2 separate regions of the Mus musculus genome follow, and region 2 is linked to region 1. Evidence: chromatin contacts called from public HiChIP or PLAC-seq data. All regions are on one chromosome and are shown on one strand. The core of a region is the stretch at or near the end of the contact, and the rest is flanking DNA. Distances in the headings are between cores, read along the strand shown. Region 1 has its middle 34 kb from the start of Runx2os3. Region 2 overlaps Supt3 (SPT3, SAGA and STAGA complex component).

Region 1 (3,174 bases), core at 449-2,948:
CAGGGTCTCTCTCTTGCTGAACTCAAAACTTGCTGTTTCTGTTAGTGTGGCAGCTAGTTTACTCCAGGGAGCCCCCCATGTCTGCCTACCATGGTTTGATATTATAGGTGACCACTGTATGTGCCTGTCTTTTCAGAGGGTCTTAGGAATCTGAACTCTTTTGGTCACTCTTGCATAGTAGGTGCTTTACCCACGGAGGCACCTCCCCAGCCCCACTTTGATTATTTTTAGTGTGTCCCAAAGTGACATTAGCAAGGACCAGTAGGATCAACAGTCATTTCTTCTTCTCTGTGTAGAGACGTGGGGCCAGAAAGTCTTAATGAGCCAGGAAAATAAGAAGCAAAACCCTGGAGTTTGGAATGTGGAATGTGCTTTCCTTAGAAGCTATAGACGCTACTGAGAAGTCTGTCTCTCAGACACCAACAGGGGCCCAGAGAACCTATAAGAAGAGGAGGTTCCTTCCCTTCAGTTGGCCTCACTAGTATAAAACCAACCTTCACCTGTCAGTCATTCTGAGAGTCTTCCAGTAGCGAGTTCATCTCCAAGGTCACAGGTCAGATGGCCATAGGGCTAACTGACTCCTTGAATCTACTCATTACTTCCTGACTCCAAGATCACCTCTCCCCACACTATCAAGTACTTTCAACTCTCCAGGCAGAATCTTCTTTTCTCCTGGCCTGAAGTACTCTGGGCACATTCTTGAACCGAGTTCAAACTGACAGGATTTCCCTAAAACAAGCAACTCCCTGGATGCCCTGGGAAGCAGTGTGACTACTGGGGGGATTAACATAGCCAGAGCAACGTGGCTCTGGTCCAGGAAGAAAATGTATGTGCTTAAAAAAAAAGGCTGGCTCAGAGTCTTGGGAACCCTATAATCAGAAGCATGCTCACTCTGACAGTTTCAAAAGACCCAACACCCACCTCAGTACGGCCTGGCAAGGGTTCAGAGAAACCCACCCCCTCTTTTGTCTTTTGGATGGAATGCAAAAGCCGAAGAAGACTTCCTGCCCAGAAGGCAGAGAAGGGGCAACCCTTTGCCACTGTACCTTGACAAGGTAGGGGGACACTGAAGGCCAGCCATCCTTCATTCATCTTTGAATGTTACGGTGTCGTCATGTGTCATAAGGCACTGGGTGATAATTCGACATGGCTTCTGAGCTGGTTAAAATCTGCTATCTAATCTTCAGCCATGCTTTTGATTGGTTCTTTGTTTTGTTTTCTCCTTGGAGTGGGGGGGGGAGCTACCCACAGGTTGGAGTGTGGGTGGCTCTTGTCAGGACCGGACATGCAGGGGTGGAGCAGGAACTGAGGAGGCTAAGAGAGAAGAGACTGTCTTCTCCAAGGTCAAGGCCAGTATGCACCCAGCCAGTGGATGGGTAAAGGAAGGGTATGCAAAGATGTTTTGATGGCCAAAGCAAGCAGGATCAGAAATCCTCTTAGTTGTGTACTAGGAAATGATAGCCCAGGTTTGGTAGAAAGATCGGTGTGGCTCTAAGTGTGTGCTTAGTTCCCTTTGGGCTCTTGTTAGTTTTAGTCAGCTTGGCACAGGTCTAAGCCTTGTGGGTGCATAGCTCTCTCTTTAATAAATAAAGATTGGAGTTTGAGATCTGGAAAGAGGGAGTGTCTAACAGCTACTGACAGATACTCTCCTGTGGTCAGCATCTAATCTGTATGCCAGAGGGCTTTCTTCCTGAGAGTTGAGTTCCCAGGTCATTTTGGTGAAGGAAGATGACAAAGATGCTTGCCTATTTGGTCTGCTATGAGCCATATTTACTGTAACTGAGATGGGGATGCTCATAGAAGAATTTAAGTTACGAGTCACACTGAGTTAACTTTTTGGGGGGGGGGAGGGGCAGGGCATCTGGGATATAAATGCTCAAACATTTCCTTAGAAAACTTGATTTTTTTTTTTAAATAACAGGCCAAAATTTGAGATAAAACTAGTTTTGTTGGTTTTCCTATGGCAGTCAGCCTGTCCATGTAGACTCTAATTGAACTCTGCTTGGCTATGGGGATCCAGCATTGATCCCCACCTCTCTCTGTCTCTGTCTCTGTCTGTCTGTCTGTCTGTCTGTCTGTCTGTCTGTCTGTCTGTCTGTGTGTCTGTCTGTCTGTCTGTCTGTCTTGCCTATGACTCCAGTGATGACCAAGCATGAGTGTGGTACTGTCCTCACACCAATGGTCAATGCTGAATTAACACATCAGTGGCTATTCCCCATTCCAAACATCACAGCATGCCATCGGCCATTCAACAAATGCTTGCATGGATTTCTACTTGTCAGATCCCATATCAGGTGCTGAGGAAAAGGTCTGAGACTGTCAGGAAAGATGAGATGGACATGGATCTGAAGGATCTGAGGAGCAGCAGAGTCTGTGGGGCTTAGAAGAGGAGGAGGTGGAGGAGGAGGAGGGAAGATATTGAAGTCTCTGAAGATGTAGGACAAGGCAACCTTGACTCAGTAGGCCAAATGATGCATGGCCACATCTCACACAGCATAGATAAGAGTGATCAGCATATTTGACTCTGCGTGGACTTGAGGAAGAAAGACAATGCAGTCTTTCCTGAAAGAACATGCCCTGCCCTCTCTTGAAGTCCTTGTGATGGGGACCGGTGGGAGATGAACTTGAAGAGCCTGCCTAACTACTAGCTTGTTTCCCTGGGTTTCATCGGATGCTCAATATATTCTGGTGAATGGATGGAAGATTTTGACTTTAAGTAATACATTATAGCAGGGATGAGCAGAGACCTATGACCAAGTCTCAGAAAATATCCTAATGTACGCCTGCTGCTACTGGTTAGGGGAGGAAAACCTGAATTCATTCCTCCATGACCCTGATAACGCCACATAAATGCTGGGCACGCAGATGCCATTTGATTTTCCTCTTCTGTCACACTCTGGGTGTTGTTGTCTACAAGTAATTTAAAAAAAAAAAAGGTGCCGGTCCAAGTAACTTTAAAATGTTGGAAGTTTCTGGCAAGTTCGAATCCCTAGGGTGGGACAGATCAGTATCAGCCAATGTTTCCCCAAACAATAAAAAATAAAAACAAAACCCATGTGAAATAATTTACTAGAGGTAATTTAATATGAGAAATCAGTTACAAAGGCTTTTTAGAAGAGTTGAGAGGGCAACCTGGGATGACCACACCGTCTCAAGCAAGCTGTTAAAGCCATT
Region 2 (3,202 bases), core at 389-2,888, 270 kb before region 1:
CCCACGGACATTTTAAGGTAAAAAGGTGACACAAGCTGTCAAAACTATCAGACATTCTCAAAGAGTATTAGATGTAAATATAATCAAGTACTACAAGAAAATCCAAATGTACATTCATGAGACTATATATAAAAGAACACGCCTGGTATCTTTAAAAGGCAGGGTAGGCTATGAATGGTCAAACTTTTTACCAAAGCACAAAACTGTAAAATTGGTTAGAGGCCAACAGTTTTAGAGGCTCAACTTTATGAAATTTTGCTCATTAAAAATCATTTGAATGTTACTGTATTCATTTTTCAAGCTCAGTGGAACATTTTGTCATGTCCCTTATCACAAAAAATAAGTAAACATTATACATAGCCAATCATATATATTTTTGATTTAACATCATTTACTTTAGACATTACTCATAAAACTAGAAATAATCAATTATAAAAATACATTCATAGAAGTCTAAAACCCTTTTTCACTTTAGGAATCAGTAGTTTCAAACATTTCCTTATGAGTCTGTTCAAACAGCAAATTTTAAGATGCACGTAGCATCTCAAACAGACACGGAGAAGCAGCTCTCGCTGCCGAGAGAATGAAGGAAAGGACTTCTCCATGTTGGTGATGAAATTCCTATAGCTCCACTGAGCACAATTTGAAAGCACCAATTTTATGATCAGACTTGCCACCAACACCTTTAAAAATAAATGTTTCTACTTAATAGTGCTATTTCCCCAGTTCAAAGTCAGAGATCTTACTGATTCAACCAAATATGTGGATCTTATATTTACTGTAGACATATAGTTAATGACACTGGTTGCTGAGTACATAACAGGGTCCCATAGGTTTCCATGGAAGGAATGTTCTCAGGCCTCACCTCCAAAACATGGGACAATCCTAACACCCAACCCATAGTTCATGGACTAGGTCTGTTGTGCTGAGGCAGTGCACAGTGCTGTGCTTTCCTGCTGCTGTTGGAAGGAAGAACAGAAATGCATATTTAAAGTCCCTCACCAGCGCTGCAGGCCTGGCTACTACTTTAGGACTTCACTTTGATTTCCTTCCCTGCCCTATCCTATTGTGTTATAATCTTGCTGTAAACAGCCCTGACAGATGCCTCAAATCTTTTTTGGAATTAAGATACAAATGATAAAACTCATTGCTCAATCTAATACCATTAGCTTCTCATTGGGCTAGAACACTGGTTCTCAACCTATGGGTTGAGACCCCTTTCACAGGGGGTCACCTAAGACCAACAGAAAACAGAGATATTTAAAGTTCATAACAGTAGCAAAATTACAGTTATGAGGCAGCAACAAAAAATAAATTTGTTTGGGAGTCACCGCATCATGCAGAACTGTATTAAAGGGTCACTACATTAGGGAGATTAAGAACACTGCTCTAAGATAAAGACCTTGGGCTTTCTCCTTTAACTAGTTTGTAAAAGTATCTTTTATTCTGCTGAGTTAATTGTCATCTAGGTGGCTTACTGCCTCCCTCTGCTAACCTAGGCCTAGTCCTAGAAGCTTCTAGGCTCTGAGTAATCTATTCTAGGCCTAGAATGTTCTCAGCCTCTAAGACTTACTGCTATTCAGCTTATGCAAGCTCACCTTCTCTTTTGCTTTCTGAACTCTGGCTAGCTGATCAACTCAGCTGTTCTGGCTCAAAACCCCTCTCCACGCTGACTGACTCATGCTGGCTTATCCTGAATTGCTCAGCTTGACCTCGAACTGACTCCAGCCATCTGTTCTAATCTTCTAGCTACTTCGAATTCTCTTGTTTGTTTTGTCTTTATCTGTATCAAGTTTGTTCTCTCTCCAAACTGTCTCTGTAAAACTCTCCAGGTAAAACTGCCTCCTTCTTTTTAGCACAGGAGAGTTGGGCACTTCCTATTCTGTCACACCTTTCTCTGACCTTGTCTGCCACTCAGTCATCACTTTCAAGAAGGGTGCTTCCTTCTACAAACTAACATTACCTTTGCTGTTTGGGATTAAAGGTGTGTACTAAAGGGCCTGTCTGAATTCCAGCCAGAGAGATTAAAGGTGGGTGTGCTAAGGCTGAGCCACACCATAACTAGAAACAGTTTTTTTCAGTAAATAACACAATCTTGGGGCTCACAGTGTAATCAAATACTCTGCAACACTAGTTCACTATTCCCATGAGCCTCTAAGACCTAACAAGCTAACCTGTGCAATGTCTGACTGATTTGTTACTCTCCTTCATTCCTGGTGCCACTGTCTCTCCCCCAGCCAATCCAACTTCCATGGTGCTACTTACATATTCTCCTCAGTCAAGGTCAATGCACATCAAACCTGTCACTTGGCAAACACCTTAGAAAGGTTTCCTATGCCCAGACAAAAGATTAAATTCCCTAGTCATCCATTCAGTTTGCCACATTCCAATACTGACCACCAGTCTGACAGTATTTTCTACAAGCGCATTTCCTTCAGCTACATTCAAGCTACCTGAAGCTCACTCCTAGTGCTCTCCTTCACTTGTGGTGCTCCTTCCTTGTGCTGTCACCCTCCCCTAGGTTTCTGAAGGTTTAAACAGTACCTATCTAAAGAAAGATCAAATGGTATTATTTTCATAAGATTCCTCCTCGCAGCTGAAAACCCTCTCAGCCTCCTCTGTCTTACCGCGGGAGAACATCAGTAACCTTTCTTTACATACTTATGTTCTCAATCGCCGGCCATTCTGCGTCCACCTGTGGGGAAGACCCTACTTACACACGTGTGTTTAATTACTAGTTGGTGAGTCCAGAACTGAAGCTGCAGAATCCACTTGTCTCCTACTGTATTCGGAGAAAGCCTTTTAAAGGAGCTGACTGGCGAGGAAAAAGAGTTGATAATGTAATAAAAACCTCACCCTCTCGAGCAGCCACAGATGCCTTGTGATGAGGCAGAGCTTAGAGTACACTATGTTTCACACTCCATGAAGACAGAAATATACTTAATGGTGTGCACCTGCCTCCCACATACCAAGCCAGGATTGTACAAATTAGAGATTGTGAATTCAAATTCTACCCAGGCGACTTAAAACCCATGTTTTCTGTGTAAATCTTTAATGTCTCTGTACCTAAGTACATATCTATAAAGTAAGAAAGGCAAAAATTGCCTCATGCAATAATCAACGACCACAAGACACATAAAACACATCCGTACTGTATCAGCAACATAAGCACACAAGAATCCCCATGCCCCTGCCTCTTAGA

What was found. HiChIP or PLAC-seq counts read pairs in DNA pulled down with a chosen protein or histone mark.
Region 2: a contact with region 1 is called in a CTCF HiChIP or PLAC-seq map of the NIH/3T3 cell line, with 5 read pairs. The contact joins two enhancer-like sites. A contact is called at or near these places in 1 of 15 datasets of contacts at CTCF or cohesin (the NIH/3T3 cell line), 2 of 484 Hi-C or Micro-C datasets (CD8 T cells and group 2 innate lymphoid cells) and 1 of 115 datasets of contacts at active chromatin or transcription factors (the 230-238 cell line).

Annotation. Positions count from the first base shown.
Region 1 is chr17:44,526,460-44,529,633 of GRCm38.p6, reverse strand. It overlaps a transcript of Runx2 not described here. Among named protein-coding and RNA genes, the nearest start is that of Runx2os3, 34 kb to the left of the region's middle. Within about 2 kb of position 1,698, at least 16 of the 459 cell types and tissues checked have an H3K27ac peak or open chromatin away from gene starts, as enhancers often do. A contact at or near this core is called in the NIH/3T3 cell line, where this site is marked.
Region 2 is chr17:44,796,032-44,799,233 of GRCm38.p6, reverse strand. The region is part of intron 2 of Supt3 (SPT3, SAGA and STAGA complex component); the gene reads right to left. It also overlaps a transcript of Runx2 not described here. Among named protein-coding and RNA genes, the nearest start is that of Supt3, 20 kb to the right of the region's middle. Within about 2 kb of position 1,638, at least 17 of the 459 cell types and tissues checked have an H3K27ac peak or open chromatin away from gene starts, as enhancers often do. A contact at or near this core is called in the NIH/3T3 cell line, where this site is marked.